Linked DNA regions of Mus musculus: region 2 is linked to region 1. Evidence: chromatin contacts called from public HiChIP or PLAC-seq data. All regions are on one chromosome and are shown on one strand. The core of a region is the stretch at or near the end of the contact, and the rest is flanking DNA. Distances in the headings are between cores, read along the strand shown. Region 1 holds the start of Pcnt (pericentrin (kendrin)). Region 2 holds the start of Trappc10 (trafficking protein particle complex 10).

Region 1 (4,152 bases), core at 833-3,332:
CCTTGATGACCACCCCTTATCCCAGACTCTTATATAGCATTCCTCAAGAGCAGCAAGTGCCCTCAGACCCCAAGGCATTGCTCTAGCCCCCCCAATTTTATTTTAAATTAGATTTTAAAGACATTTTATTATTTTAATTATGTATGTGTATGTATGTGTCTGTACATGAGTATTTGCATGTGGTTGCCAGTACTGACAAGGTCAGAGGCAGCTAATCCCCCTTGGAGCTGGCATTATAGGCAGTTGTGAGCTGTTTGACATGGTTGCTAGGAACCAAACTCTGGTCCTTTGTAAGAGCAGTATGCACTCAATGCTGGCTGCTAGTTCTCTGTTAACCTGGGACAAGTTATAGTCGTCTGAGAGAATTTAGATGCCAGAACCCACATCTGGTTCTAAGAGAAGGGAACCCCACTGCAGAAAATGTCTTCTTAACATTGGGCTTTAAGCAAGCAAGTCTTTTTATTTTATATTTACATAGGGTCTCTCTTTTTAGCCCTGGCTGGCCCTGAACTCAGAGACCCACCTCTCCAGTGCTGGGTATAAGACACGTGCCACTATACGAAGCAGGGATTTCCTTAGTGAGTGAGGGGGTAATTTAGATCCCAGAACCCACATCTGTTGACGCACAATTGCCTGTAACTCCAGCTTTAGGGCATTTAACACCCTCTTCTTACCTCTAAGGATACCTGCCAGTTCCACACAGAGACACAAACATACTCATAGTTCAAAGAAATAAATATTATTAGGTATTTATTTATACTTTAAAAATTATTTTATGGGTACCAATGTGCGCCACATGAGTTTTTGGTGCCCTCAGAAGCCAGAGGTGTGCATCAGATCCTCTGAACTGGAGTAACAATTGTGAGCCACCATTGGGTACTGCGAATCAACTGGGGGTTCTCTGGAAGAGCAGCTAATGCTCTTAACTGCTGATCTCTCCAGTCCTTTAAGTTTTGATATGTAAAATATGACCGACCACCCTTCAAACATTCCTTAAATATTGCATGGCTCAAAGACTGAGACCAACATATCCTAGAGGATAGGTCTGTCCAGAGGGACCCCCACCCACTCAGTGTTTTCATCAGTGCAAGAGACACTTCCTAAGAGGCTTGAAGTCTTTTGAGTCATGAAAGTGAAACAATTTATTTTTTGGATCTTGTAAAGTTGGGTGTCAGCCTAGAGAGAAGGCAAAAACGGCTGTCATGCAGATTTGGTATAAAATAGGTTTTATAGCCCTTACGGCATTTCCCTGTTCCCAAATTCCACACTACTGAGTTCTTCAGGAGGATTCATTCTTATAGGCATTACCCTCTCTCCAGCTTCCCTATCCTATCCGTGCAGGATGCAAAGCTCTTGACATATATCCTGGAGCTCAGATCCTCTCCTTTTATGTTAGTCATGTTAACAGCCTGCAACGTTTCAACCCAATGATAAATTAATAAATGTTAGGCAAGAAAGAACCTGCTGCCGGCTAGGGAATCCAAGGGCCCAATCCTCCTAATTTCCTGTAATCCACCGATGAGCTTTAAACGCGCCTCTTACTACAAATGGACCATAGTTTCTTTATTTCCTTATGGCAGAAAGACTTTCCTGGTAGAGGTGATGGATGGAGTGAGAGTCAGGTGCCTGAACACACAGCGACTCTGTACATTGAAGCGTGTGCGTGAATGCAAAACGGCCCTGGGTGGCAACTCTGGGGTCCACTGGGGACAGCGGTCTAAGTTTTAGGTGTCATTCAATGAGTAACTCTGGCTATACTCTGTTCTTTGGATTTGGATTGAAGACAGGGGACCGTGTTCAGGAGGGGCCGAAGTGGTCAAAGAAGGGAAGCAGGACTCCCAGTTGACTGCACCTGAGAACCAAAAGTGGGGGCTGGTGGATCCTAGAGGATGCCCCAGTGTTCGCAGAAACACATCGCGACAGAAAAAACGACTTTGGCAAAGTGCGGGAGAGAGTGCCCAGAGCGCACCGGAGGCATGGAGAGCCGCTGGTATGTAAGTCCTCCTCCTGTCGGGAGAGGGCGATAGGTAGCACCGCCTCGGGAAAACGGTTTGTCCAAACCTTCCCGCCGCCCAGTCGACGAACGCCCGCGAGCCCCGGGAACGCCGCGCCTCGCTCATTGGCGTGGATGAAGAGGGTGGAGAGCGTCGGCGTACCAATTGGGGACCAGAGAGATGGCTCTCCGCCCTTGGAGCGTCAGCGGAGCGCGCGTGCGCAAGGCCACACGGGGCTCCGGATTGGCGGGGCGAAGCTGACAGTTGTGTGTATGGGGGGTGGGGAGGCGAGTGGGTGAAGGGAGGGAGTGTAAATAGAGCGAAGGCGGTGTCGCCGCCGCCCTGTCACCTCCGAGCGACTCGCCGGGAGCCCAGGTGGAGATGGAAGACGAGCAGGAGCAGCGGCGCAGGAAGGTGGAGGCTGGGAGAGCCAAGGTTAGACGGTAGCATCCTTCTCTCAGCTTTGCGGTGGGGAAGAAATCCTAAAGCGGTTCCGGTGCTCAGACCGCCGCTTGACACAAGCGGTGGCGGTGGAGCAGTGGGAACTGCCGGGCGCTTGTCCTTCCCGCCGCTTCTGCGGAATTCACTTCCTAGGCGCCGCCATCTTGAATCCAGCGCCCTCTGTCTCGCTCCGCCCTATTACACCCACAGCCAATCAGCGTCAGAGACGTACGACTTGTAGGTGGGCCCGAGCGCCATGGGCGGGTCCTGGTCACCTAGCATTCTTAGTTGTTGTGCTTCCGGTGCTCAGGCACTTTCCTGAGACTAAACTGTCCAAGGCTTTTTAAAGACCGTCTTCAGACTTTATTTTCCCAGGGAACCAAGAACTTTGCTCCCTAGTGGTGTCCTGTTGTTGTATTTCGTTGTTCGCTCTCTGGCCGGGCCCCACAACTGCCATACTACCGAGGGTCCTCTTCTCACCTCCTTCTGCCTCAGATTTTGAATTTGTTTGAGACTCTACCCTGGGAACACTTGTGGCTGTTAAGATAGTTGTTTTGTTTTTTTGTTTTGTTTTGTTTTGTTTTTTTCGAGACAGGGTTTCTCTGTATAGTCCTGGCTGTCCTGGAACTCACTTGGTAGACCAGGCAGGCCTCGAACTCAGAAATCCTCCTGCCTCTGCCTCCCAAGTGCTGGGATTAAAGGCATGCACGACCACTGCCTGGCAAGATAGTTATTTGAAAGGTGATGGGGATTCAGAGGAAGAGAAGGTGCGAACATTTTGGAAGTGGATCTCTGGCCAGCTATCATGGCTGTGGAACCAGAGGCTGTGTCCCTACCCTGTACTGTCAGGACAGTATAGCTATAGCCTTCATGAAAGGGCTGTGTTGATTTTGTGGTTCGCCTAGTAACAGCAATTCTTCATTTGTGTCAACAACCCCACCACCACTATCACCCTGCACCCACTTCGAAAAAACATGCAAAATACACAGAGGAAATGAGAGCACAGCAATGTCAGATTACAGGTGCCGGCCAGAAGCCATTGTGGCCCTTATGGGGTATAAGCTGGGCACATGTAGATAGACACTTTGAGAAATGAGGGCATGTGAAGTTTAGTACTTCACCAGGGGAACTGGTGTCTGTACTTGGGTGGGTTTGTGAACCCAATTAGATATCCTTAGGGAGATGGAGGCTAATGAGACGAACCAGAAGGCCACTCATTGAAGGTTCATGGCCAGAGACCAAGTACATGCTGCAGAGGGCGAGCTCTGAGGCAGACAGTTGCATTCAGTGGAGAAGGCAAGAGATTAGAACAGAGTTGGTACTGTAGGCAGTGCCCTTCAAATTTCTCTTCCCACAGATAAGTGGCCTTGTTAATTTCCTCCGCCAACGAAACTGTGCGTTTCTCTTTTCATCAACAGGGGCACATCTGCTTGGGTGGCCTTGGTTGTGATTTGAGGGAATAGATGTCCCCCCACCCCACCCCAGTGAGACGTTGGCACACCAGCGCTTGCCTTTTTGAATAGGGTACGAGGAGGAGATTGTGTGTGAATACAGTCAAAAAGCCTTGTATCTGAGGGACAGAAAGGAGCTACGCTGTGCCTCTGACTGGCAGGCAACATTCTGGGATGCTCCCTAGTGCTTTGCTGCGCTGTGTCAGAAGTAGAGCATCAAGATTCTGCAAAGGAAGATGCTAGATTGACCTGGCTTAATTAAGTTT
Region 2 (4,519 bases), core at 893-3,392, 1.8 Mb before region 1:
TATCCATTCATTGCCCACCCCAGTGTCAGAACTAACACTCTGTGACTAATAGATTAAAAAAAAAGTGTTGGAATCTATTAACTTTGCAGACCACTAGTGTCTTAGCTAGGGTTTTACTGCTGTGAACAGACACCATGACCAAGGCAAATCTTATAAAGGACAACATTTAACTGAGGCTGGCTTATAGGTTCAGAGGTCCAGTCTGTTATCATCAAGGTGGGAGCATGGCAGCATCTAGACAGGCATGGTGCAGGAGGAGCTGAGAGTTTTACATCTTCATCTGAATGCTGCTAGTGGAAGACTGACTTCCAGGTAGATAGGGTGAAGGCCCACACCCACAGTAACAGGCCTACTTCAACAAGGTCACATGTGCTAATAGTGCCACCCCTTGTTCCTGGCCCAAGTGTATAGAAACCATCACAACTAGCTTTCCCACCTCCAAAGCTAAGAATGGTATTTGAGGCCAACAGGAGAGAGTCCACCTTCTAGCTATAACAGCCTCTCTGACGTACTCACCAATGTATTTTAAATTGTCTTGATTTATGACTTTTTATGTTCTGCAACTATAAAGCTTCAAGTGCTTCCATGTGGGATCACGAAACCTGGGGTTACCCACTCAGGAGGCCTCAGAGGATTCCTCAAAATCCTTGTCCCCTGGGTGGCGGGCACTCAAATTTGGCTCCGAAGCACACCATCTCTTATTCCATTTGAGGTGAGAGCTTCGTTCTTTGTGCTGACATCTCACAAACGCTTAGCTGGATGGGGTGAAAAACCTTTGGCACGTCCACGGAGGCTTTGGACCCCTATTCTTGCTTTGCTGTGCTCTCTCTAGGCCAGTGGTTCTGAACCTTTCTAATGCTGTGACCCTCCTAAATAAAAAATAAATATTAAGTAAATAAAAATAAAATATTAAATAATGAATAAAAATTAAATAAATAAACTAAAAATTAAATAAATAAAAATAAAAATATTAGAGAAAAATATTAAATAAACAAAATAAATATATTAAAGAAGTAAAAATAAAATTATTACATAAATAAAAATAGTTTGTTACTACTTCATAAACTGTAATTTTGCTACTGTTATGGGTCATAATGTAAATATTTTTTTTGGAGCTAGAGGTTTGCCAAAAGGCTCGGGACCCACAGGTTGAGAACCCCTGTGCCTGGCAGTCTCCACCTGCTTCAACTGCCCTAATCAGTTGCCTGAAAGCCCAAACCAACATGCTCCCCAACAGTCAAGTCATGCTCAGACATTCCATTTGCACACTGAATCCCATTTGCAAAAGCTCCCATAGACCTGCTTTACTTGCGCCGAGTTCAGTTCAAAGCAATATTTGATTTTGCGACATTCACAATACCTAGCGGCTTCAAAGCAGTACCAGCTATAGGTGACCAGTACTGATGAAGGTGGGACATAGGGAGCATTCTGGGAGCCAAGGGAAAGAGTGCTGAAGGCTGACGCAGGTGGAAACGACCTATGTGGTGGTTCATACGAGTAAAACCACCTAATCAACCAATCAAACAAAAACCTCACAAAACCAGAAAGGACAGTGGGAAGCTGGCGTGCCAGCGGGTGCACATGGAGTTGTACGGGGTGGGTGGAACACTTTCGATCTTGCCTCGCTTTGAGTCAGCACACTTGGCAAGTCCGTGTTAACAGGCAAGCAGAGACTCAGCTTGGCACTGCACAGTTGAGCTCGCCCAGATGTAAAAACCGACCCAAGGCATCCTGCAGAAGCCGGAAAGGAGGAAGCTCCCTCGGAGATAACGGGAATTCCGCCAGACGTGACGTGGGGGCACACAGGGTAGAAGCGAGGATGAGGGTAAGGGAGCATCTGCAGGTGCGAAGCCGAGGAGAATCCAGTTTAGACAGGTCTGATGAGACCAAGCAAGGGTCACCAAGCTTGGGCATTGAGAAGGTGGGGTCAAGGAGCTCAGGCACGTGCGCCGCCCTCTGTCCTCTGCAGCTGCCTGAGAACCGAGGCAGAGGCGGCTCCCGCTATTGACAGCTACAGCGGCCCCGCCCTGCACCGCCGGGCGGCCCGGCACGCGGCCTTTTTCGTAGGAGGGCATTCGGCGGCGAGGCCCGCCCCTTTAAGTCGCGCGCCCCGGAAGTGGTCACGCGGCGGCGCCGGGGCCGGAAGTGGACGCGGCCGGCGGCGGCGGGCGGCCGGCTAGGAGCTGCCGGGGGCCGGCGGCGAGGAGGCGCGGGCTCAGCGGGCCCCGCGCTGCCTCGGGTGCCCATGGCGGGCGGGGGGCCGGGCCGGTGACGCCGGACGCCCATGGACGCCCCTGAGGAGCCACAGCCACCGGTGGTCTACACCATGGAGAACAAGCCCATCGTCACCTGTAAGTGCGGCGGGGCGGGCGGGCGGGGGGCGCGGCCGGGCTTGGCAGCTCCCATCTACGCGGACACAGCCGACCTCCGACCTTTCCGCGGGTGACCTCCGACCCGCTGTGCAGCCGACGCCAAGCTTTGGGTCCTGACCTGGGCGGTCTCCGGAGCAGCTCGTTCTGTACTGTCAGTGCTGCTAGGGATCGGGCCGGCCTTCCCCGTGGGTCGGCTCTCCTGCGCGCTGACCGCAGTCCGGTGGGCAGGCCCAGCTCTCCGCAGAGCGCAGGTGCTCTTCCTCTAGTGACTGTCAAGCCGGAGTGGCAGGTGGCCGGCCAGGCTTAGGAAGGAACCCAGCTCTGTCTGGTCCAATCATCCTGTGCTTATAGGCACTTTCCAGAGCTGCTCCACCAGCGAGTTCCCGCTCGGACATCCCCTTCCGCACTTGTTCCTTCTCCCACTGAATGCACACACACACACACACACACACACACACACACTCACACACAAAGATTGGTTTCTCTGCTACAGAAAAAGAAAACCCTCATTTTAAAGCATAATTTCAGAACGGAGTAGTTTTGCAAACTATGGACTCATGGGAAGTGTGGACGGGTTGGTTAACATTTTGACAGCTTTGCGGTGCTGTCTCTCAAAGGACAGGTGTGATACGTGGCTGTTGGCAGTTCAGTATGTGCTTGACCTTATGAATTTACTTTTTTCTAAACAGGAAGCATATTTGCAAAACCTGGTGCTAGGCCCCAGGGTTCCCAAGGTCTCCAGCACACCCTGCTCTGTTTTCTCCTTTGGGCCCTTGGATACATGGGCTCCTCCCAGTTCCTTCCTGTAACCGCATAGACATTTCATATTTAAAGACTTACATCTCTTTATTGCTAGATTAACTTTCTCAGGGATATGGATGTGTCTCCCATAAAGTTGGGAGACTTGCATAGTTCAGCAGTTAGTTGTGTGTGTTTTGTTTTTTTTTTTTTTTCTTCCCAGAATGCTTGGCAACTGAGAGGCTTGCCAAACCTCACCTGCAGGCAGGTGGACCGATGTGGCAGAGCTGGTCTGGAGGCTGCCCCGCCCTGCCCGGGTGCTCCTTGATCCCCTCAGGGAAGTTGCACCCTGTTCATGGTTGGATTCAATGTGTTCCAGGTCCTGAGAACTTTCCCCCAGTACTGTGCACAGTAGGAATTCTGGATGAGTACTTAGAACCCACAGGGACACCCACTTACTTGACTGCATCTCCCGACCCTTAGCTTTGAACATTGGCATCTTCATTGCCATAGACATTTTATCAGCATCCTGCTGAAGGTAAAGTTGCAAGCTCAGCGGCATCGGCTGTGGCTAAGGAGAAAGGGTTAATTACTCTGGTAGCTAGTACTTGGAAATGTGTGCTATTTAATGTCTTACCTTCCTGTGTGCAGGACAGCTGCAGGGTGCCTTCCTGTAGGCCTGTTGGAGTTTGGGTGTTGGTGGGGGATTCCCATGGCTTTGGGGTAGCATCATAAGAAAGTGTGCTGATGGTGTCCCCAAGTTGGAGGGCACAGCTCTTCACTGGAATTTCAGAAAACAAAGTCGTTTTAGAGAAATGTAAAAGCAATCTCTTTAAAATAAAAGGCTTTTTTTTTTTTGACACTCAGGAAATCTGACTTAGTATACACTCAGTGGCATTTTTATGTTTCTGGGGCTGCAGCTTTGGCAAGCACTTATCCTGGTTCCACCTTATTCCTTCTTTATCTTGTTATGTTTTAAAGGAGAAGCTAACGAACTCAGTTCAGAAATCTACCCAAAGGCCAGTTCACTCTTCACAACACGTCAATACTGTGTATATGGTTCTCTTAGTGTTTGCTCCCCAAACAATCTGTTTTATCGTATTAAAAAATTCATACTTTAGATCTCCTTCAACACTCACCTAGCCAGTCTGAGTTCACTTTAAAAAGCAGAGCTCATGTTTATCATTGTGTGTGTGTGTGTATACATATATGGTGTATGTGCAGGCTTGTGCACCTGTGGAGAACAGAGATCAGTCTCAGGAATTGGTCCACCTGAGCTGTCTTCCTGGACTTTTTGTTGTTTGTTTGTTTGTTTCTTCATACAGTGTCTCTCCCTGGAACCCCGGGTGTCTTAGTTAGGGTTTTGCTGCTGTGAACAGACACCATGACCAAGGCAAGTCTTATAAAAA

Evidence for each region. HiChIP or PLAC-seq counts read pairs in DNA pulled down with a chosen protein or histone mark.
Region 2: an H3K27ac HiChIP or PLAC-seq map of microglia shows a contact between it and region 1, with 7 times the contacts expected there. The contact joins the promoter of Trappc10 here to the promoter of Pcnt in region 1. A contact is called at or near these places in 2 of 39 promoter capture datasets (liver and pre-B cells) and 1 of 115 datasets of contacts at active chromatin or transcription factors (microglia).

The regions. Positions count from the first base shown.
Region 1 is chr10:76,440,842-76,444,993 of GRCm38.p6, reverse strand. It overlaps Pcnt (pericentrin (kendrin)), which reads left to right and starts at 2,082. Exons shown (of 42, transcript NM_008787.3): 1 at 2,082-2,429. The coding sequence starts at 2,376.
Region 2 is chr10:78,242,268-78,246,786 of GRCm38.p6, reverse strand. It overlaps Trappc10 (trafficking protein particle complex 10), which reads left to right and starts at 2,142. Exons shown (of 23, transcript NM_001081055.2): 1 at 2,142-2,351. The coding sequence starts at 2,285.